Linked DNA regions of Anser cygnoides: region 2 is linked to region 1. The links are chromatin contacts, called in public Hi-C maps. All regions are on one chromosome and are shown on one strand. Each heading gives the region's core, a stretch centred on a gene start, on an enhancer-like site or on the middle of the called end of the contact. The rest is flanking DNA. Distances are from core to core; before and after follow the strand shown.

Region 1 (4,242 bases), core at 586-3,085:
ATAAAGCCATGCTTGCCTACTGAGACCCTCCTCACCTCAGAGACCTTCAGTTGTTACGCGCTGCATGTAGCCCTCTGCGGGCAGGAGGAGGAGGGAAGGCCCCCAGCACTTCTGCGCTTTGTCAGTCATGTCCAGAGGAAGCTCTCGTCATAGACTGGAACAAGTTTCTGGCTCTAGGAGATGGTAGGATATTGGGCCTTACAATAGGGCCTTCTCAGCTACAAACATTTCAATTTAGGATGATGACAAATCAAAGCTAAGAGGTTTAGCATGTTGTTGCCATCAGTCTAACTAAGAGGAGCTAGGGTGCTAAGACAAACGAGCAGCTTGTGGAGTGGCAGGGAGTGCACTAGCAGTTAGGTGAAACTGGTGCATCCCGTCCCATTGCCATCCTCACCCCCCGGAAAGGTAAGTGTTGGCTAGTGGGGAATGTTTATAAAAGTTTTAATGGCGTTGAGTTAGGAGACATCAGTCACATTCAGCCACAGCTTTATCACTTGTACTGCATCAGGTGGCCCAAACACATTGAGCTAAAAAAACTCTGCGTGTCATTTACCAGCCTCTGTTTCATCCAGTGTGAAGGGATTGCTGTATGTAATGAATGCTTCAACTGGAGTCAGTTGAGGCATCAAGACTGATGCTACGCTGCTTTTCTGTGATACCAAATTCAGAGGCATCTTGTGAAGAGAAAGACTTAGACCCTTCACCACTTCTTTCAGCCATGCTGGCGCAGAAAAGCATGCTGTACCAAGATAGTGCTAACACAAACATTATCCTTTCTGAGGGCTTGCTCCTGTTTAGCTTTGGAAAGGGCAAGGAATGCTCTCTTTTGTGTATTACTTCATCTTGCTCCATGAGTAGAGGAGGGGTCGTATTTTTCTGTTTCCCTTCCAGAGGAGCAGGATTTACCTCTGTTGCGCTCTTAAAAACATGGGCTCCATAGCAACAGTGTGAGTACCTTCTGCCAGCATCTTGCAGAGCTAATAGACAAGTATCTTGTCAGATGAGCCGGACTGTTTTTTTCATGTCTCTTCAGCTGTTCAAAACCTTCACCTTGATGTATTAAGACATTTTAAAAATAAAAAGAAAAATTCTATATGCACTACCGAGTACTGATACTGAGCTTACTACCAGGTGTGCCTGCTGACTTTATGCATAACAGCATTGTGGAGCAGGACTGCATGGGAATTCTTTTGAATGACTGGTCTGGAAATTGCATTTTTTTAAAAAGTACAGAACAGAAAAGGAAAGAAAGGACAGGAAAATGCTTGCTTTGCACTGAGGGAAATATGAAGTTTTTAGGAAAGAATCAAATAGTTCAGTTGGAAGGGACCTTCAAAGATCATTTGGTCCAACTGCCTGATCACTTCAGGGCTAACTAAAAGTTAAAGCATATTAATGAGAGCACTGTCCATTTCTTGAACACTGACAGGCTTGGGGTATTAACTGCCTCTCTAGGAGGTTGTTAGCTTCTGCATTCTGATCCCAAGCCACAATCATAGGTCATCTTGTTTTGTAACACATTGCTGAATTATTTGTTTTGACTTTACCCGTATAAAGGCACATCTGCATCACATTTCTGCCCTAAAAAATACTGCCTTGCAAAAAGTGCTGCCACTGTGTACCATACACAAAAATATTTCTATAATGACAACAATCTACAGTCATATTTGGCTTTTCTCTTTAATAATTAGCTCAGATGAGATCACATTTTTGCATTATGTATCTTGAGTAATATCACTTGATATGTGCTTATGCTTAACACTCATTTTATGAATGGTAAAGGAGGAAATACTAGCTCAAGTATTTATTTCATCAACTGAACTCTGTTCATGTTTGCATTTTATAAGAAACTGCATACCCTCACTGCAGGAAAAAAAGGTGGGGTGGATAGAAAGAGAGGACATGTCCCACACTGATTTATTCGATAGTGTGTATTGCAGAGTCAGTGGCCAAATGGCTCTGGAGTGTGGAAGTGGAGGAAGTGAACTAATTGTGTCGGTCAGGTTATTCTAATGATTTTGATTAGAGCAGAGAGGACATGGTAGCATGAGCTAATGGGGATAAGGAGGAGTTCAATTTGTGACTACAGTAGTGGAGCTGCAAGCTCTCTCCAAATAAGAATAACTTCTACTGGGGAAAATAAATAAATACTTTTTCTCTGAGACAAGTTGCATAATTACAATAAACAGAATCATAGAATTATTTAGGTTGGAAAAGACCTCTAAGATCAGCAAGTCCAAAAGTCCAACCGTTAAATCAGTTATAGTGACAAAAGCAGGCAGTCAGTTTACTTCTGCTTGTGAAACTTTAACCAGTATTTTTACTGTAAAAGTAATGTGCAAGGATTCTGCTAATCAGCATTACTAACCAGCTCCAGCAGAAACTCGCAGCCTGCAGCACGTGCCAGAGAGGGGCTCTGGTGCTAATTGTGCCTATAGCTGTAAATGTCACATGAGGACACTAGCAGTGAAGGAAAAGCAGAAATACCATCGTGTGCCGTGTGAAAGAGGTGTTAATAACAACCACAGACATCTCATTATGCCTTACGCAAACATTTTTAGCCTCACTTCCTGAACAGGTAGTTTAATGTGACTGTGCCATCTGTCTTCCAGCCCTCCACTTTAATATTTATTATTTGAACCTGTTTGCCCATTTTAGACACAGCTGAGAGAAAGGGAAGGGTGTCAGATACTGTGGCTTTATATGTGTTTTGTGAAAACGGGTGGTTAGGTGAAGAAGAGGTCTCAATTAGTTCTTCTTTATTAGTTAATGCAGGGGACTGATCTGCCCCACTACTAGAGGTCATCGAGTACTTGTAGTCAGTGTGACTGCTGCTCGCAGTTAATATTCGTGATCTGGCTGTGCTTTGCCATGTCCATGCCAGTTCTGTGGTGAAGTCCTACCTGCCAAGTCAGCATCCCGTCTGGCTGTCAGCAGGGGCTGGCTTGCGCTCCCCCAGGCTGTGACTGCTGGCCGTTCTGCTGGGGGGGAAATGGGAGCTGTCTGGAGCATGGTCTGGTATTTTCTGTCTGGACTTCAGGTCATGTTTCTCAGATACCGGTGGCTTTTAAACGCCCATCCTTTCACAGTTGGTCTTCTGCCTTTGTTTCTTGAGAGGTGCTAAGTACCCTGTGACTGCTCTTTGAACTGTCCTTGTCTTAGATGCCCAAGTTAGTATATGTTTTTTTCAGCACTAGTCCAAGAAGAGAGAGATTTATTTATCTGTTTTTAAGAGAAATGACTGATTGTGGAGTGTTTTTTTTTTTTTTGCTTGTTTGTTTAAAAAGACCTCAGATGAGGGAATAATTACTTTTCCTACTGCATCCTGAGTGTGCACCTCTGGCATGTTGTACAAACACAGTCTTTTTTCCTCTCCCTTCTCCAGGCTGTCAGCGCTCCATAGGCTTGTCCAATGGGAAGGCCAAGGTGTGCAGCTACAGTGGATGGTATTACTGCAGTACCTGCCATGTGGATGACAGCTTCCTCATCCCTGCACGGCTGGTTCATAACTGGGATACTTCCAAGTACAAGGTAATCTCCCTGAAGGTTGGTTTGCTAGCGAGTGGAATTGCTGCTTAGATAGAAACGCAGACATCACAACAGGTTGAGGGTTGAAGGCACTGTCTGCTAATACTGTCTGCTTTGTCCCTCTTGCCAGAGTGAGCCTGGCCTGATGAATCCATGTGCTCTCAACAAGATGGATGTTTTAATCCCAGTTTCCTTAGCCATGCCCAAGGCACTTCTCCACAAGAGCAGCTGTAATCCTCCTTTTGGTGGCGTTTTTTCCATCCTTGCATATCTAGTTGTTCAAGAGACAGAGGGACAGACCACTGAAACTTCTAACTTTTGCAGTTATTAGGCCCTTGAACAATGCTTGTTTCATGAGCAATTGGGACTACAGATTGATGCTGCTTAGCGATGAATACTAAAATTGTGAAAATGCCCATTGGAAACCAGCATAACCCAAACATGTTGCTTGCAAAAGGCCAGTATATCCCATCTTTTGGCACAAACATTTCCAGAACACGAGGACATTGTTCCAGCACTTGTTTGGGCCAGATAGTCAAAAATAACATACAGTAAAAATTCTATCGTTGTTCACTTGCTACACAAGCAGCTTTTGTAAAACTTCAGCAATCTGCTGTTGCTGCTACCTCAGTGGCTGATTGCTAGATAGTGGAAACTGATTACATGCCTTAAAGCGTTATGCCAACAAAACATGGGAGCATTGTTGTTTTG
Region 2 (4,242 bases), core at 869-3,368, 73 kb after region 1:
GCGCAAAGGGGTGGAAGCCGACAGCCTTCTCTAAGCCGTGGTTATCAGGGGTCACTGCTAATTCGAGCAGCGCCTGAGCTAGCACGGCCTCCAGCTGGGGTGAGTGACAGGCTGCCCGCCAGCACCAGGAGCCCCGAGTCACCTCCCTCCTGGCAGCCTGGGACTTGGCAGCGCTGGCAAAACCGGGATTTGCTGCTCCAAGCAAGAGGGGTCGAGGGCTGGGGCCGGCTCGCGGGTCCTGCAGCAGAGCCGTGGTTCCAGCCCGGCTTGGGTACAGCGAGGTCGCTGCTCCTGGCTTTGTCCCTGCCCGCAGCCTGAGCTGAAAAGCTCCTTGCAGATGTCCGCTGGGTTCTCCAACAAGGGCAAGAGCAACAGCTGGTCTTTGCCAAGGAAGCTCGCTCAGCCCTTCCCTAAAGTGTTTTAAAAGTCACGATATCCTTCCCAAAAGTAGTTGGTAAACTGTGAATGCTGACAATACAGCAGGGAAAGAACCAAAAGCAGAAGTATTTACCACCTTCTTATTCTCTGTTCCTACCAGAAACCACTGCATCCCAGCTGGAAATGCACCAGTGAGTGAAAGGGGCGTCCGTGAGGACACGCGCTGCCAGCCCCTGCCCCTGTCCTTCGGGCTGGAGCCATGAGCAGGGCCGGGCCAGGCTTCCGAGCAGACCTGTCTGGCATGGTGGAGCTTCATGAACGCCTCTGCACAGGGATTAAAGGTAAAGCAATTTCCTAATAATTTGTAGAGTTTATTAACAATGGCAGAAAGGTCTTAGGGGTGAGAAACACTTTTTCTTTTGTCTCCAGGATTTGGCACGGTAGGTTTCGTGCAGGCGCAGCTTCTGTCACTAATGGTGCTGTATGCACGTACAGCACTGTACTCTCGCACCACACTGTAGAGATGAATAACAAGCCTATCAACTGTACTTGCACTTACACCATATTTAATCCTGTTCTGGTTGCTCTGCTACATATTCATAAAACCAAAAAGGAAACAGAAGCACAGAGCAAGCCAACAGATGTCTACCTGTCTCTTAATTGGATTTTATGTGTCCCCAGTGTAGCAAATGCAGCATTATTTACAGCCAGGCTCTGAGAATTAGATACATCTGGAGGAGAGGCAAAACCTCAACCAGGCTACAAGAGCTGATAGATTAACTGAAATGAAGAGCTGCCCCATTTTCCCCTTCTTCTTATCTGCTCCCTTCCCCCCTACGTACCTGTTCCTCATTGTGTGTCAAATCAAACCAAGATATTGCCCAAGGGAATGATTATAAAAATGAAAAATACCAGCAAAAATGAGAATTTCTGCTCTTGCGGAGCTTCATCAGCGTTTTCTAATTGTACAGCAATGATGATAATAAAAAGGCTGCCCTCTGCTCTCAGCTGTAATTTGGATAATCAACTGAAAGCCATAATGAAACTGTCTGTGATTGCTTTCTGCTGGGCTGCTAGTTCACAGAAACTCATTGCCGAGGAGAATTAAAAGTTATGACTCCTGCTACAGGGATATGCTATTGTGTTTCAGCGGAGCACGTGACTGGTAATGCTGTGCCGTACAGCTTCAGCGCTGGCAAAACTTGCAGCGTAAAGCGAAGTGGTATGGGGACTCACCACAGCTTTGGGTTTGCCTTTTTTTTTAAATAAAGTTGTTCAGCTTCAGGGTTGCCAGTGCCAAATGCTGCACACGCCAAGGCTGGGTGCACGTGTAGACACGGAGCGTTTCGGAGGCGGCCGTGAGGTGCGCGGCCTTAAAGCCGCTGAGGACCTTGGCGTGTGGCAGCCGGGGCTGGCGCCGTGCCGGCCGGCACCCACACCGCGTCCTGCCCGCGGGATGAGCGGCCGGGGAGAAGCCGCCTGGCGGGGGCTGCCCTGCCCCGCTGCCCCCGCTGCCCCCGCTGCCCCCGCCGCCCGCCCGGCCCGAGCAGCGCCGGCCGCCCCGCGGGCTGGGCTCGGGCGGCGGGGCCGGGGCCCGCCGGGGGGCGCTGCCGCGGCGGGGCGGGGGCGGCGGCGGGGCCGGGGGCGGCCCGGGGAGCCCGGCGGGGCGGGCCGGGGCGGGGCCGGGGCGGGGCCGGCGGCGCGGCGCGGCGCGGGGGCTCGCGGCCGCCCCAGAGCGCAGGTGGCGGCGGCGGCGGCGGTCCCGGTCCCGGTCCCGGTCCCGGTCCCGCGGGGCCCCGCTCCCGGCCCCGCTCTCGGCGCGGCGGCGGCGGCAGGGGCAGGCGCCCGGGGCATGCGGCGGCGGTAGGGCGCGGGGCGGCGATGGGCGGCCGGGCTCTGCCGGCGCCGCTGCTGCTGGGGCTGCCGCTGCTGCTGGGGCTGCCGGCGGCGGGGCGCGCCGCTTCCAAGGGGCTGGTGTGCCAGGAGATCACGGTGCCGATGTGCAAGGGCATCGGCTACAACCTCACCTACATGCCCAACCAGTTCAACCACGACACGCAGGACGAGGCCGGGCTGGAGGTGCACCAGTTCTGGCCGCTGGTGGAGATCCAGTGCTCCCCGGACCTGCGCTTCTTCCTCTGCAGCATGTACACCCCCATCTGCCTGCCTGACTACACCAAGCCGCTGCCCCCCTGCCGCTCCGTCTGCGAGCGGGCCAAGGCCGGCTGCTCGCCCATCATGCAGCAGTACGGCTTCGCCTGGCCCGAGAGGATGAGCTGCGACAGCCTGCCGGTGCTGGGGGACACCGAGGTGCTCTGCATGGGCTACAACCACACGGAGGCCACCACCTTGCCGCCTTTCTTCGGGAAGCCCACGCGCCCGGCCAAAGACACAGCCAAAAACCTGACGCCGCTTGGTGGGCAGCGCCCCGGGGGGACGGAGTGCGGGCAGACTTGCAAGTGCAAAGCGCCGCTGATCCCCATCTCCAAGGAGTCCCATCCGCTGTACAACCGTGTAAGGACCGGGCAGGTGGTCAACTGTGCCATGCCCTGCTACCAGCCCTACTTCACCCAGGACGAGAAGACCTTCGCCACCTTCTGGATTGGCCTCTGGTCCATCCTCTGCTTCCTGTCCACCTCCACCACCGTGGCCACCTTTCTCATTGACATGGAGCGTTTCAAGTACCCCGAGCGTCCCATCATCTTCCTCTCTGCGTGCTACCTCTTTGTCTCTGTGGGCTACATCGTGCGGCTGGTGGCAGGGCACGCCAACGTGGCTTGCAATCCCGAGCACCACCACATCCACTACGAGACCACAGGCCCCGCGCTCTGCACTGTGGTCTTCCTTCTCCTCTACTTCTTTGGCATGGCCAGCTCCATCTGGTGGGTCATCCTGTCCCTCACCTGGTTCCTGGCTGCCGGCATGAAGTGGGGCAACGAGGCCATCGCCAGCTACGCGCAGTACTTCCACCTGGCCGCCTGGCTCATCCCCAGCGCCAAGTCCATAGCCGTGCTGGCACTCAGCTCTGTGGATGGTGATCCAGTGGCTGGGGTTTGCTATGTGGGCAACCAGAGCCTGGAGAACCTGCGGGGCTTCGTGCTGGCGCCGCTGGTGGTTTATCTGTTCACTGGCAGCCTCTTCCTGCTAGCTGGCTTCGTCTCGCTGTTCCGCATCCGCAGCGTGATCAAGCAGGGTGGCACCAAGACCGACAAGCTGGAGAAGCTGATGATCCGCATTGGCATCTTCACTGTACTCTACACCGTGCCTGCCACCATCGTCATTGCCTGCTACATCTATGAGCAGCACAACCGGGAGGCGTGGGAGCAGGCGCAGAACTGCTCCTGCCCAGGGGACCCCCACCGCCCCAAGCCTGACTACGCTGTCTTCATGCTCAAGTACTTCATGTGCCTTGTGGTGGGCATCACCTCTGGCGTCTGGATCTGGTCTGGCAAAACGCTCGACTCTTGGAGGCGCTTCACAGCCCGCTGCTGCCGGCCCAGGAAGCCCGCGGCTGCTGCCGCATACGGCGAGGCCAGTCCGGCGCTGGCAGGCAGGACGGTGCTGCCCAGCATGGCCTCCTACCACAAGCAGGTCCCACTGTCCCATGTGTGACCGGAGGGAGCCTCGGTGACCCCAGCCACAGAGGGTTGCAAAGACCCCGTGCCGCAGAAGAGGGAGTGGTGGCACAGCCACCCCTGTGTCCCCAGCCCCGCTGCAGTGGAGCTGCCCAGGACCGAGCGCGTGCCCACGGGGCATGGAGCAGCCACAGCCCCGGGCAGGGGCAGGTAGCCCTGTGGCCTCAGGGCAGGTTGTGCTGGTACCAGGGCGCGGGGCAGAGCTGGAGCGGACAGGGCTGGCGGTGGC

What was found. A called contact is a pair of places that touch in the nucleus more often than the background predicts.
Region 2: a contact with region 1 is called in a Hi-C map of liver, with 6 times the contacts expected there. The contact joins the promoter of FZD5 here to the enhancer-like site in region 1. A contact is called at or near these places in 3 of 7 Hi-C or Micro-C datasets (fetal liver and liver).

Annotation. Positions count from the first base shown.
Region 1 is chr6:14,522,141-14,526,382 of Taihu_goose_T2T_genome, forward strand. It overlaps PLEKHM3 (pleckstrin homology domain containing M3), which reads left to right. Exons shown (of 7, transcript XM_013171703.3): 3 at 3,389-3,534. Among named protein-coding and RNA genes, the nearest start is that of PLEKHM3, 23 kb to the left of the region's middle. Within about 2 kb of position 1,836, at least 1 of the 3 cell types and tissues checked has open chromatin away from gene starts, as enhancers often do. A contact at or near this core is called in liver, where this site is marked.
Region 2 is chr6:14,594,428-14,598,669 of Taihu_goose_T2T_genome, forward strand. It overlaps FZD5 (frizzled class receptor 5), which reads left to right and starts at 2,119. Exons shown (of 1, transcript XM_013171169.3): 1 at 2,119-4,242. The coding sequence starts at 2,260. The coding sequence ends at 3,990.